4 separate regions of the Mus musculus genome follow, and regions 2, 3 and 4 are each linked to region 1. A link is a contact called in public Hi-C, HiChIP or PLAC-seq and promoter capture Hi-C data. All regions are on one chromosome and are shown on one strand. Each heading gives the region's core, a stretch centred on a gene start, on an enhancer-like site or on the middle of the called end of the contact. The rest is flanking DNA. Distances are from core to core; before and after follow the strand shown.

Region 1 (2,947 bases), core at 297-2,796:
TACCACAAGACACTGTCGTGAAGATGGAGGCCAGTCGCCCTTGGGAAAACACCCTGTATCCTTGCACAAGGAGGAGGATGTTGGAAAACACCTCGCTGTATAAGCCCGAGGAGTGGAGTCCGACAAGAACTTTACAGGTCCCATTGCCAGGGCTTTCCCCGTGTGCTGCAGTATGGGCCCAGAACGGCAGGGGAAGCAGGAAACACAGGTTTGAAAGTGCCAGGTTTAGGAAGTAGATGTTCCCCAGATTCTTGAGTCCTTTGTATTTCACCAAGATAAACACCGCCAGCACGTTGTCCAAGAGACCCACCGCAAACACCGCGCAGCAGAACTGCAGCACCTGCTGGGGGGAGAGGAACTCGGGGGCCGGAACTTGGTCCGGCCCACTGTTGTCCAGGTAGTCGTCTAAGATTAGGACATCATATTCATCGTCCGGGGCCACTGTGTAGTTATCCATCGGAGGCTGTCCTGTGGGGAAACCAGAGGTCATGATTCCCCTCCATCCGACAGCCAAAGACTGAAAGTAACTATGCCCCCACCCCCCACCCCAGCGTGGGCGGCCGTACTCAAATCTCCTCATTAAGCACCCAGGGACCACGCTGCTAATGTGACAGAAACTGCCTGGTACAGAAAGAGTCAGGGACGTTAAAGCCACTTAAGTTCTTTGGTTGAAACGAGACTCTACGTGGGAGATAGGATCTAAGAAAACAAAGAGTTAAAAACAACCAGAGACTGGCTTAAGCTTCAGAAGTTGGTGCCCGCCTACTTCCCAGATGTTTAAAACAGTTTCTTACCTTGCTCACCGGACAAAACAGCGTCGTTTGAGGCAGGTTGCTTGATATTTTTTCTCTCAAGGGATATAAACAGATGTTTGCAAAAGTGAAACTGCGCTGGTCAAGCACGAGGACAAGCTGGCGAGATAAAGATAACCGTTTGACTGAGTTCCCAAGGGTGGGGAAGGGTGCAGCCCCATGATCTACCATCCAGGGGGCTGTGGGAACAGTGGGGTCAGAGAAACACCACTTCCTTCTGAACAGACTGGTCATGACCCGGAGAAGCCAGAGAAGGCACTGTTTATTCCTCTGAGGCTCTCCCGTCCAGACACAGCTTTCACGGGCCAGCTGGAATCAAGTTCTGAAAGCCTCTCTCAGGAGCTTCTGTCAGCCGCAGAGAAATTGAGAAGTTGTTTTCATCTCTCCCTCTCCCGGTATCCCAAGTTTGACTTCTCTGTACCTCTTAGCCAGCTGTCCTCCAGGCTGCCTCGGATAAGGACACTAACCCACGCCTGCTTCCAGTGATAATCAGAGTGTGATGTCAGAAGCCGAGACGCACCACCCCACCCCCTGGCTTCTGACATAAGTTCCCTGAGTAGATAACAGTTTCCAGAGTACAAACGTGTCCATACTCACCAGAGAACATGGAAGCAAGTGGTATCAGTCGGGAAGGAGGTTGGGGACAGAGCTGGACAGAAAAGGAGCGCTGCTAAATGCAAGTCTGGTGTGAGCATTCCTACGTCAGAAAGCAAAGAGTGTTGCAAGCAGCTGGAAGGAAGCAGTTGATGCTGGGACACTTGATGTAGCTGACCCCGCTCAGGGGAAGCCCCGGGGGAAAGTCCTGTGTGAGGACGTGTGGGACACGGTCAGGTGGACTGTGAGGAGGGGAGACTTGGTTTCCAATGGAGAATGGGGATGAAGAAAGGAATTGGACAGTTGCCTGGTCTTGGAGTGGAAGGGAGTGGGCGGGAGGAGAAGGATGCTGGTTAAAGATGGGTATTTCAAGAAGAAGAAGAAGAACTTCAAAGAGTTGGGGGGGAGGGGCGGGAAGCATGTGTAAACTGCCCTCAGGCCCACGACTCTGTGTAGCTATGGCTGACCTAATCTGGGGACTAGGTGATGTCTGTGATTTAGGCACATCCTTTGCATTATCAGCATGTGAAACGGAAAGTGTAACTATAAAAACAGAAATAGGTAATGAAGAGACCAATAAGAAAACAGAAAGAAAAGAGCCCAGATAAACATGAGTGAACATTAAGCCCCGAGCATCCTGGAAGCTAGGACAGAAAATGAAACTCACCCTGGAGCAGGGAGAACCCAGAACGGAGGCACTTCCTAATAAGGTCTCTCCTCCCCCAGTAGGGGGTATCTATGCATGAGTGGGAATCTCCAGGTCCCAGGATGCCCTGTCTACCCGTGGACATGGCTACAGTCCAGGGTCCCCTGAGCTGTCAGCCTCCTGAGATCTCTCCCTTCTGCAGCTAGATGTCCCGGAGCCACACCATGACACCTGGCCTGTGAGTAAGGGAAGTGGTTCATAGTTCAGTCCTAGACAGGAGGCAGACTCACAAGCATTCACAGTGCTCATTAGATGCGTAAGGGGTGGAGGTGGTAGTCGGTCCCCTATATGCTTTCTGTGCTTTGTGTTACACCCTGATGGTAAACTAAAATCTCTCCAGGAAAAGGACAGGTCTGTAAATTCAAGATCGCTCCGACTTCTCTCGTCGTGTGGCCCTAACTTCCAGTATTGCTTGATTTTGGTCTGATTCCCAGCATTTGCCTGTCCACATTCAGGCCATAGGATTATTTTTTTTCCAAATTAGCATACAAAAGAAAGTATTTCATTATGGCATATTCATGCATATGTGCCACTATTCGTTGTTCTTATTCATCCCTAACCCTTTCCCTGCCCCTTCTTGTTGGTCATCTTTCTACCCCATGACTGTTTCTCCTTCTGCTTTCATGTCACATGTATCCCATCATAACTTTTCTCTTGTTCTTTGCCTAAGATCCCTTCCTCCCCCATCATGGCCTCCTTTCTCATCTTATCAGTCTCTCTCTCTCTCTCTCTCTCTCTCTCTCTCCCTCTCTCTCTGAGACACACACATATATACTCACACACATGCACACACATATATACATGTGCACACATATGCATGCACACACATGTGCAC
Region 2 (2,947 bases), core at 329-2,828, 2.9 Mb after region 1:
GCTGAATTAACCTGAAAGTCCTTGCTGTTTTAAGGCAGGGTCTTGGCTGGCCTAGAGCTCAACTGTGAATACCAGGCTTCTATAAACTCACAGAGATTTCTTCCCTGCCCAGTCCTCCAGTGCACTGGGACAAAGAGCACACCCCATCACCCTGGCCCTGACCTTAGATGTTGGCAAATGTTAGCTTTCAGAGGCTGTGCTTCTACATATGTGTGAGTACTCTAGTGCATAAACTGATTAAAGAGACAAATGATAGCACAATTACACTTGTCCCAAGAATCAGAGAATTACTCCCCCTTCCCCCGTTATTTCCAACAGTTAATAATAAACCTGTCAAATGAACGTTGCTGGACCCACATCCGAATCCTTTGGAAACAATATTATGTGAAAAAAGCAATAATCGAGGGCCGGCTTGGAGGGAGCAGTTCTTCTCAAAGCTTGTTAGGGATACCCAGACACAGACTTCCATGAAGCAGTAAAAGGGAGCACTTGGGCATAGATAGGAAGTCTCTATGCTTAGTGTATTCTTTGTCTTTTGCTGCGGGTATCTGTGTGTGTGTGTGTGGTTTTTGTTTGTTTGTTTGTTTGTTTGTTTGTTTTGTCTTCGTGCTACCTGAACCATAACCTCCCGGGTTTGTTTGTTGTCTTTTGTTTTAGAAAAACACTAGTTTTCTTCACGTTAACTCTCACAGCAATTTGCATGGTTTGTGTTAGCGCACATGATTAAGGAATAACGAGGGTGTCACACACTCTTGTGCTATGTGCGTCACCAGATCTTCTGGGCTCTGCAAATTTGCTTTGTTTTGTTTTGAGACAAGCCCTTGTATATAACCTTGATTCAGCCGGAGCTCGCCAAGTAGACCAAGCTGACCTCGAACTCAGACCAGCATGCTTCTGCCTCCGGATTAAAGTTGAGTTGAGAGGGGCGGGGACCTTTTAGGGAGGGCTGACTGGCTTATTCTCCTGCCAATCAAGATCTTCTGCACAACAGACCTAGCTTACATCAGACGAGATGTACCCGCTTTTCTCTGGAGCGGGGGCAAAAGCCGACGAAAGGGTATTTCCCAGAACCGACGGAAGTAGGACCTGGAACCACTTCCTCCAGTGCGGGCCAATGAGCTCTTACTTATGGCAGTCAATTTAGTCCCGGAGGGGAAGAGCGTTTTGATTGGTGGCTCAGCCGGGAACGCAGAGGCTCACGGGAATCCATTCCGGCCGCTTCGCCGTGACTGCCCAGAAGACCTGTCAGTCAGCCGAGCGTAACCGGTCACACCTCTTCCGCCGCCAGGCCGCGACACCGCGGGGGCCGGGCAGCGCCGCTCGGCCCAGGCGCTAGTGCCGCCGCGAGGCGCGGGGCCGCGAGGGGCGGGCCTGGGAGGGGAGCGGCCGCAGGGGCGGGGCCGGAGGAGGAGGCGGAAGCGGCGAGCGAGCCCAAGCCGGAGCCGCATCGAAGCTGCGTCCGGGCCGGCGGAGCGGCGGCGGCGGGGTTGGCCGGGGCGAAGGGGCGCTGGAGCCTGGGCGGGCGGGCAGAGGGCTGGGGGGGGGGGGGCGCGGCCCGGGAGCGGGTGACGGGCGTGCCGGGGGGATGCGCGCTGGGGCTGTGGGGCGGGGCGGGCGGCGGCCGCGGGAGCGGCGCCGGGGGCGGGCGGCGGCATGAGGCGCGGGGCCGGCGGCCGCGGGAGGGCGGCGCGGCTCGCGGCCCGGTCGCTCCCGCCGCAGCTGCTGGCCCGCACGCTGTGCCCTGACAGCTGGGCCTCGGCCGCTCTCGTCTCAGCCGCGTCCCGCGCCGCCGCAGGTGACCACTCGCCGCGCCGCCGGAGGCTTCACCCGCGTCCTCCCTCAGGACGCGCCCGCGGAGCTCGGGCGCCTTCGCCCCGGACCCGGAGGCCGCGCTGCGCGGGGCGGCGGCGAGGCCGGAAGATGGCCTGGGTGCTCAGTATGGACGAGGTGATCGAGTCCGGGCTGGTGCACGACTTCGACTCCAGCCTGTCCGGCATCGGGCAGGAGCTGGGCGCCGGCGCCTACAGCATGAGGTAAGGGGCGCGCGGCTGCCTCCGCCGGGCGGGGCCTGGGCCGCGGGGTCGGGGTCCTGCCGCGTGGCGCCGTGGCCTGGGAGGCCGACGGGGGCGGCTAGCGGCGGAGGACCCCGTCGCTTCTGCCTGGGGAAGCCGCGCTAGCCGTTGAGATTGGGTCAGAGGGGCAGGGACTTTCTTTCCAAGTGATTTACGAGTCCTTTTAGCTGGAGTAGGCTGTACAAAAGGCACTGTTTCTAATGGGAAAACTGTAGCTTTTCCTACGGTGCCTGGTAGCGTGGCCTGCGACTTTCAGCCGCTTGACATTCTGATAGTAAGTTATATTGTGAGTGAAAGTAGCCCTGAGGGTTGGCGAGCGCAGTGACTTGCTTGTATAGTCTCCTGATTGAGAGTGAAGTTGGGCCCTTGCTAGGTTTCTTCATTCTCAAAGTGACTCCCCTCAGGCTGTTTCCTTTTGCAGAGGGCTTTAAGATTGTGCCACACACAATAGTTTAGTCACTGCTGTCTGCACCAGCAGCTGTTCCTTTTTGTGTAATTGGGAGAGGCGGAAACAGATAGGAGCCAAGTGTGTCTGCCCCTTACTTATCCCGAAAGAGTTGAAGAGTTCTTGGTGGCTCGGCAGCCCTTTGTTTCGATGTTGGAATATGGCTTGTGTAGGGTATGGTTTACCCAAGGAGGTAAAAAACGGAGTGGTTTTTGAAACGTGTGAATTAAGTGTAGTACTTAGTTTTCAGCAGTATGGTTGGTTGTGTAAAGTGTGCGATGTGGGCTCCCTGGGGCTCTCCTACCTTTCCTGCCGCCCAGGGGAGGTCAGAAGCATTGTTAATACCCTAAGAGAAATGCCCTGGGTCAGAGCTGGTCTGCACAAGTCCAGCCTCATCCCTGAAGCAATTAGCCTTGACTCTGGCGGGTCG
Region 3 (2,947 bases), core at 328-2,827, 2.7 Mb after region 1:
TAGTGACGCCCAACCATAAAATCTGTTGTTACTTCATACCTGTAATTCTGCTACTATCACGAATGGTAATATAAATATCTGATATGCAGGATGTCTGATACGTCACCCCAAAGGGGCCGTGACCCACAGTTTGAGAACCACTGCCTTAGAGGCACGGATGATACAATGTGCATCAAGCACTTGAGACAGCCGCTGGATACACAGGCCACATATACCACCCGCAGACAAGCACTGTGTGACTAACCCCAGCACTCGCAGACGTTCCTTACAGTTTTACAAAACTCGGGCACTTTAAAGCAAATCCACTCTAAAACTCTCGTGAGAGAACTGTTTGAAATCTGGCTCCTCACTCTGTCAACAGATAAAGTCTACTCAGTGCTGGGAGCCATTCTAACTACGGTAAGGGCTGCTAGTGGCCATCTGGCAACACATGCAGGAAACATCACGGGAGCAAGATGATGCCAAAACTAAGGGGTGTCTCTGGACAGCTCTGTTCCCACCCTAATCCACCAGCGTCCCTTGCATGAAACAAGATCATATTACCAGAAATTGGATCATAAGGTATCACGGAAATGTTATCATTATCAAGTACCTGGGTTGTCACCAATTGCAAAAAGGACCAGGGTATTCCATACGTGCATACGCCCGTGTCAAAAGATTTTTAAGTAACCAGTCTCAGCGGTCTACTATGTCATTCAAGTTTTCTTTCAAACGACTGTAGCTCCTAACTTTTACAACTGTCAGTCTGTCACTTGATTATTGGAACATGAGATGACTTACTTCAAGTGAACAATATAATAAGTCACCGACATTTGGTTTAGTGTCCAAATTCTCTCCCTTCCCTTTCGTAACTATTATTAGGAAATCTAGACGTGGTCCAATAAAGTCACAAACAGGGATTGTAAAAGGGAGACTCCAGTTGTAACACCCAAAAAGTGAAAACCGGTCAAACGGCTGTAACCAGAGAGATCATTACACGGCAGACGTCCTCCCAGGTAAGGAGCCTCGGTGACAGAAGGCACTCGGAAGGGAGGACAGGGTTATGAGTCCTCTCACCAGGAAAGAATGCTGACCACACCTACGCTGCTGGCCTGAGTCAGAGTGGAGGCCAGGCGCGGGGGAGAGGAAAAGGCTATGAAGGGAGGAGGAAGCGAGGCTGGGGAGGGGAGCGGGGACAGGAAGGGAGGCTGGGAGGGAGCCCCGCCGCCCGGGCCCACCTCAGCAACGTCTCCAGGGCGCCCTCATGCTTGTCCAGCGGGCGACCGAGCGCCGAGCGCCGCAGTTTGCTGAGCTCCTCGGCCGCACGGCAGTACTGGGCCTGCTCCTCGCCGCCGCTCGGGTACGTCTGCTGGATGAACTTCACCAGCGGCTTGGCCAGGTCCACCTCCGAGGTCTTCTTCAGCTGCACCCAGATGAACGACGCCATGGTGAGCGCCCGGCCGCCGCGTCGGGCCGCACAGACGGAGGGACAGCGACCACGGCCTAGGCGCGCTCGGCACCGGCAGCGGAGGAGCGGACCGACGGGCCGACGGACTGGGCCGCCAGCGCTTCGAGCTGGCCACTTCCGGGAGCCCCCGCGCAGGCGCAGTCGGAGGGGCGCGCCGCTCGGTCACGTGATGGTGCCACCAAAGCGTCGCTCACCTGGGCTCGCCTGTGCGGCGCCTGCGTGGTGGGATCAGGCGGTAGCCTACTGCGATGATTAAATTTTCAAAAAGATTCTTTTGGTTATTTTGGTTTGGTTTGGTTGTTTTGTTCGAGACTGGGTTTCTCTGTGTAGCCCTGGCTATCTTGGAACTGACTTGTAGTCCAAGCCGGCCTCGAACTCGCGGAGATCTTCCTGCCTATGCCTCCCCAATGCTGGGATTAAAGGCATACGCCACTACCACCCGGCTCAAGAAGATTTTAAATTCTCCTTAGATTCTGCTCTATTTTTCTTTTTAAAATATTTTTAATTGATTGTATTTTTCCTTTTTTATTACAAAAATTAATTTTATAGGTCAATATATTCTGCCCGGTGGTGAAATGCTCCTTTGTTATGCTTTCTCCTATGAGACCAGACCCTGGGGAGTATTGTGATGTGCGGTTGAAGGTCCATTGTGTGTGCAGCCTTACCCCCACCCCCACCCCCCAGGGCAAAAGTAGAAAAAGTCCCTGCCTTCGTGCAGTCTTCCAGGTAAGGACACAGTCGGTAGTAAGGTACGTAAAAAGAGATCTCTTAGAAGAACATAGCATAAGCAAGATAATTTAAGAAACATCCTCCCAGAAGATGAATTTAAAAGAATACTCGCAATTTGACATTAAAAGAGAGCACGGGTGGAGAGACTTAAGTGGGAAGAGGCCCCAGACCTAAAGCACGAGTATCCCATATCCAGAACTTAAAAGGGAAGTAGAGACTAGAATGAAAGGAAGTTGAAGAGTGACACCACAAATCATTATGAAACTTGTAGTCAGTGTCTAGAATCTATTTAGTACAATCAGTCGTACTTAAGCAATTTTTTTTATATTTTTTACAAAGGCCTCCCTGGGTAACTGGGGAAATAGATTAGCAGTTAAAGACTGTTTGCTGCTCTGCCTGAGTGAGAGGCCGACCTGGGTTCCCAGTAGCCTCTTTAGGAACACACTCAACACCTGTAACTCAAGGCGACCCATCACCCTCTTGGGGCCTCCTCTGGGGCCAGCCCTCACGCGCACATACATAGAATGTTTCTTGAAGGCCTCCCAGAAGACAAGTCTGGTATTTTTACTGTTTATTTTTATTATGGTTTATTTATTGGGGAGTACTCAGAGGTCAGAGGTCAACTTCTGGAATCAGTCCCTTCTACCACGTGGGTCTCAGGGGTGGAACTCAGGTGGGCATGATTGACAGCAAGCACCTTTCCCTGCTGAGCCATCTCACCACTCTTGATGGAGCAAATGTTGATGAACAATATCGTCCATGAAACATTCC
Region 4 (2,947 bases), core at 198-2,697, 2.5 Mb before region 1:
TTGTATGCGACTGAGACTTAAAAGCAACAAGGCTTGGGAGGAGAGATGAGGTGCAGGTATTAAGAACCTGGACAGCATTTAACACAGCAGAATCAAAGCTAGCGTCTTCTGAGTTAGGAACATTCCTAACTTGTGCTCAAGAGGGGCTTGTCCAGGGCCTCCCTCTATACAAATCCACATACTTCCCGGGGAATCTCTTACACCCCCATACATGTGTATAGAACCCACAGACGTTTTCTAGAATGGGACTCTCAGCTCCCTTTTGGTCATCTTGCAGCCGTTTGTTTCCCACGATCTCCTCCTCCTCGGACTCGTCAGGATTCCTCATTACCTTACTCCTCTCTTAATGTCTCTTTCTTCAAAATTCTACGGATTTCATTTCCTGAAGTTTGCCGGTCCCACCTCCAGAGAGTTTAGCTCACTGGAGCAACCCAATGTTTGCACTTGCACACACACGCACGCACACGCACACACACACATCAACTCTAGAATATACCCTCACCACAAGACAAACACGCAGCCCTGCTGAGGCTAATAATGGCTGACCCAAGGCCTAATTGTCAGTGCCAAGGGTCCTTGTAAAACCCAACACCACCATCACCAAAGGATGGCTTCGCATCAGGCCCTACTGCTTCCAGGACACTTGGCACCTCAGAGCCATCTCAGACCTTTACCACCAGACACTGAGACATGTGATTACTAACCCAGTTGGCTCAGACCCCCCAGTTGGTTCTCCAGAGGAACCTAAGCCCCAGCCTCTCTGGATACTGCTCTACTCAGAAAGCAATTTTTTGGCCCCCTCATCTTTGGGGGCGGAGCTTCAACCCTCTCCAGAAGCCACACTCCCGCCACACCCCCTGAGGCTGCCCTTTTTTTTTTTTTCTTCCTCTCCAGGGGTTTTGATCATTTGCGTTCACCTGAGGGTGCAACGTCCCTCCCCCAACATGGAACGACTGCGTCCCCCACACCTTCAAGCGTCTCTGTCCACCCTTTCCAAGCTGGCTGCAATTTATGAAGAGCTGCCACTGTCTCTCGAGCCCCGCCCTCCTCCGCCGGCCTGTGTTTCCCGCCACCTCCGAACCTGCCTTATTCCCCCCACTCCCACCCCTCGCCAGTCCCCAGCCCGCTGCCCATCCTCCTCCCCAGGGCATCCCTTTGTCCGGTGCGACCACCCAGGGAGAGGCTAGTTCTTCGCCCGCTAGCACGACTAGAGCCGACCAAGCCTCACCCGCCAGCAGCCTGTCCCCAACACACTCCAGACCCGTAACCGGGAGGAGTATGAGCTCGGAAGTCGCCCGCGGCCAGACATAGTCCCCGAAAGCGTCCATGACGTTCCTGGAGCTGCTGTGGCTGCCACGGACAAGAAGAGAGCTGCGTTCTCGCGAGAACCAGCCGTCTGGAGAGCCGCGCTGCAGAGCTCCGAAGCCCTTAGCTACAGGTAGCAAAGCCCTGGCGCTGGGCTGCGGACGTCCAATGACGACCCTGTCCCCCACGCGATCCCGCTCCTGATTGGCCGGATCAGAGTCACCCCCCCACACACACACACATGAGACTAGCCGGGAGGGGCGGTGGGCCTCCCCTCCCCCAAGCGGGCGCTTAGCTCGCCGGCCCCTGGCTGGAAGCCCTGTAGTTTTATTTAACGGAGCAGCATGGAGGCTGTACACCAATAAATAACGTGAATGTAGGAACTGCGCCTTTGATCGCGGCTGCAGGCAGGGAGGGCTAGGGCAAGAGGTCGGCCAGAACTTCAGTCTGCAGTAGGACAGAGGACCTGCAGGGTCTTTGACGTTGGGCAGCGGGTGATTCGCATCAGGGCCTTGCGTCAGAGCTCCACACGGGCATCACTGTAGGCTCGGTCCAAGGCCCACTCGGGTTGTGAGTCCATGCCACCTTCCCGAGCCAGACGAGCCATCTCCTGCTGGAACAAGGCTTGCCGTGCCCGGCTAGGGTCCACATTGATCCAGTTGTTAGCGATCCACTTGGTGCCGCGGGTGACCAGGCAGCCCCCATGCAACGAGTAGTCGTCCACTTCACCCACCCAGCCTGGGGTAAGAAGGTGACATGAACAAAGGACAAGTTAGGGAGGGGAAAACCCTAGATTGGCTCAGCCTGAGCTGTGCACACATCTAATCCCCATGGAAGGACTTGGCGTCTCACCCACTAAGGCATGGTCAACATACTGGCCCTTAAAATTAACCAAGCTTCCTTGCTTCTGAGCTTGGCTATAGCTCTTCCCAGCCTGGGTTGTGGAGAGAAGTTTCCCTGCCCCAGACAGCAGGAAGGCTGGTGCGCAAGGACGGTGGGCGGAGATAACCGAAGATACTGTACTAGTGCTACTGTGCTTTGAAATCCCTGGCTATGGAAGACAGGAACAGTCCTCCAGGAGAGCAGGAGGGAGAGATGAGTTCCCTCAGAGAAGCCCAAGACCTGGCCATGAGTAAAGCCCTCACCTTGCCCATCAGGAAGGTAGTTGTACCAAAAGACTGCAGTTCCTTGCTGGGGCTTGACACGAAGGTTGCCCTTGTCACAGTGCCTTCGAGTGTCCCGGAGATCGACATCATCCTGAATCAGACTCTGTAGGCAACAAGGTGAGGCTGTTTGTGGACTGCCTGCCATTGCAGGACCAGGCAGCCAAGGTTGGCTGGAGGGAAAACAGGCAGATGTGCCCTCGTCCCAGCTCTGGAAGGGTGTGTACACACTTGCCCAAGGCCCTACCAGCCCAAGAGTAATAACAGCTCACTGGCCCTTACCATTTCATCATAGGTCCTGTTGTCTGCCACAGGGAAGACGGTCTCACCCCCACCGGTGACATTGTTCAAATAAAACAGCACTGTCATGTAGCTGTAAGGCAGGGGGAGGCTGCTGAGTAGATCCCCAACATTCCCACTTGTGGGCAGGATACCCAGGGCCCACAGGGTCAGGCTAGGATAGCTAAGACATCTCCAGC

Evidence for each region. Promoter capture Hi-C pulls out the DNA fragments that hold promoters and counts their contacts. Hi-C and Micro-C count contacts between places; a contact is called where the count stands out from the background. HiChIP or PLAC-seq counts read pairs in DNA pulled down with a chosen protein or histone mark.
Region 2: a contact with region 1 is called in a Hi-C map of B cells, with 7 read pairs. The contact joins the promoter of Ubp1 here to the promoter of Ccrl2 in region 1. A contact is called at or near these places in 2 of 39 promoter capture datasets (cranial neural crest and pre-B cells), 1 of 484 Hi-C or Micro-C datasets (B cells) and 2 of 115 datasets of contacts at active chromatin or transcription factors (bone marrow-derived dendritic cells and large pre-B cells).
Region 3: a contact with region 1 is called in a promoter capture Hi-C map of hippocampal neurons, with 4 times the contacts expected there. The contact joins the promoter of Pdcd6ip here to the promoter of Ccrl2 in region 1. A contact is called at or near these places in 3 of 39 promoter capture datasets (cranial neural crest, hippocampal neurons and pre-B cells) and 1 of 115 datasets of contacts at active chromatin or transcription factors (bone marrow-derived dendritic cells).
Region 4: a contact with region 1 is called in an H3K27ac HiChIP or PLAC-seq map of bone marrow-derived dendritic cells, with 6 times the contacts expected there. The contact joins the promoter of Wdr6 here to the promoter of Ccrl2 in region 1.

The regions. Positions count from the first base shown.
Region 1 is chr9:111,055,972-111,058,918 of GRCm38.p6, forward strand. It overlaps Ccrl2 (chemokine (C-C motif) receptor-like 2), which reads right to left and starts at 1,547. Exons shown (of 3, transcript NM_001302376.1): 1 at 1,410-1,547; 2 at 795-911; 3 at 1-468. The coding sequence starts at 457.
Region 2 is chr9:113,929,734-113,932,680 of GRCm38.p6, forward strand. Ubp1 (upstream binding protein 1) reads left to right here and starts at 1,579. Exons shown (of 16, transcript NM_001372510.1): 1 at 1,579-2,033. The coding sequence starts at 1,921. It overlaps Gm39439 (a long non-coding RNA gene), which reads right to left and starts at 1,193. Exons shown (of 4, transcript XR_003948257.1): 1 at 994-1,193.
Region 3 is chr9:113,706,682-113,709,628 of GRCm38.p6, forward strand. Pdcd6ip (programmed cell death 6 interacting protein) reads right to left here and starts at 1,578. Exons shown (of 18, transcript NM_011052.2): 1 at 1,218-1,578. The coding sequence starts at 1,426.
Region 4 is chr9:108,577,266-108,580,212 of GRCm38.p6, forward strand. Wdr6 (WD repeat domain 6) reads right to left here and starts at 1,448. Exons shown (of 6, transcript NM_031392.3): 1 at 1,229-1,448. The coding sequence starts at 1,328. P4htm (prolyl 4-hydroxylase, transmembrane (endoplasmic reticulum)) reads right to left here. Exons shown (of 9, transcript NM_028944.4): 7 at 2,751-2,841; 8 at 2,451-2,574; 9 at 1,597-2,043. The coding sequence ends at 1,823.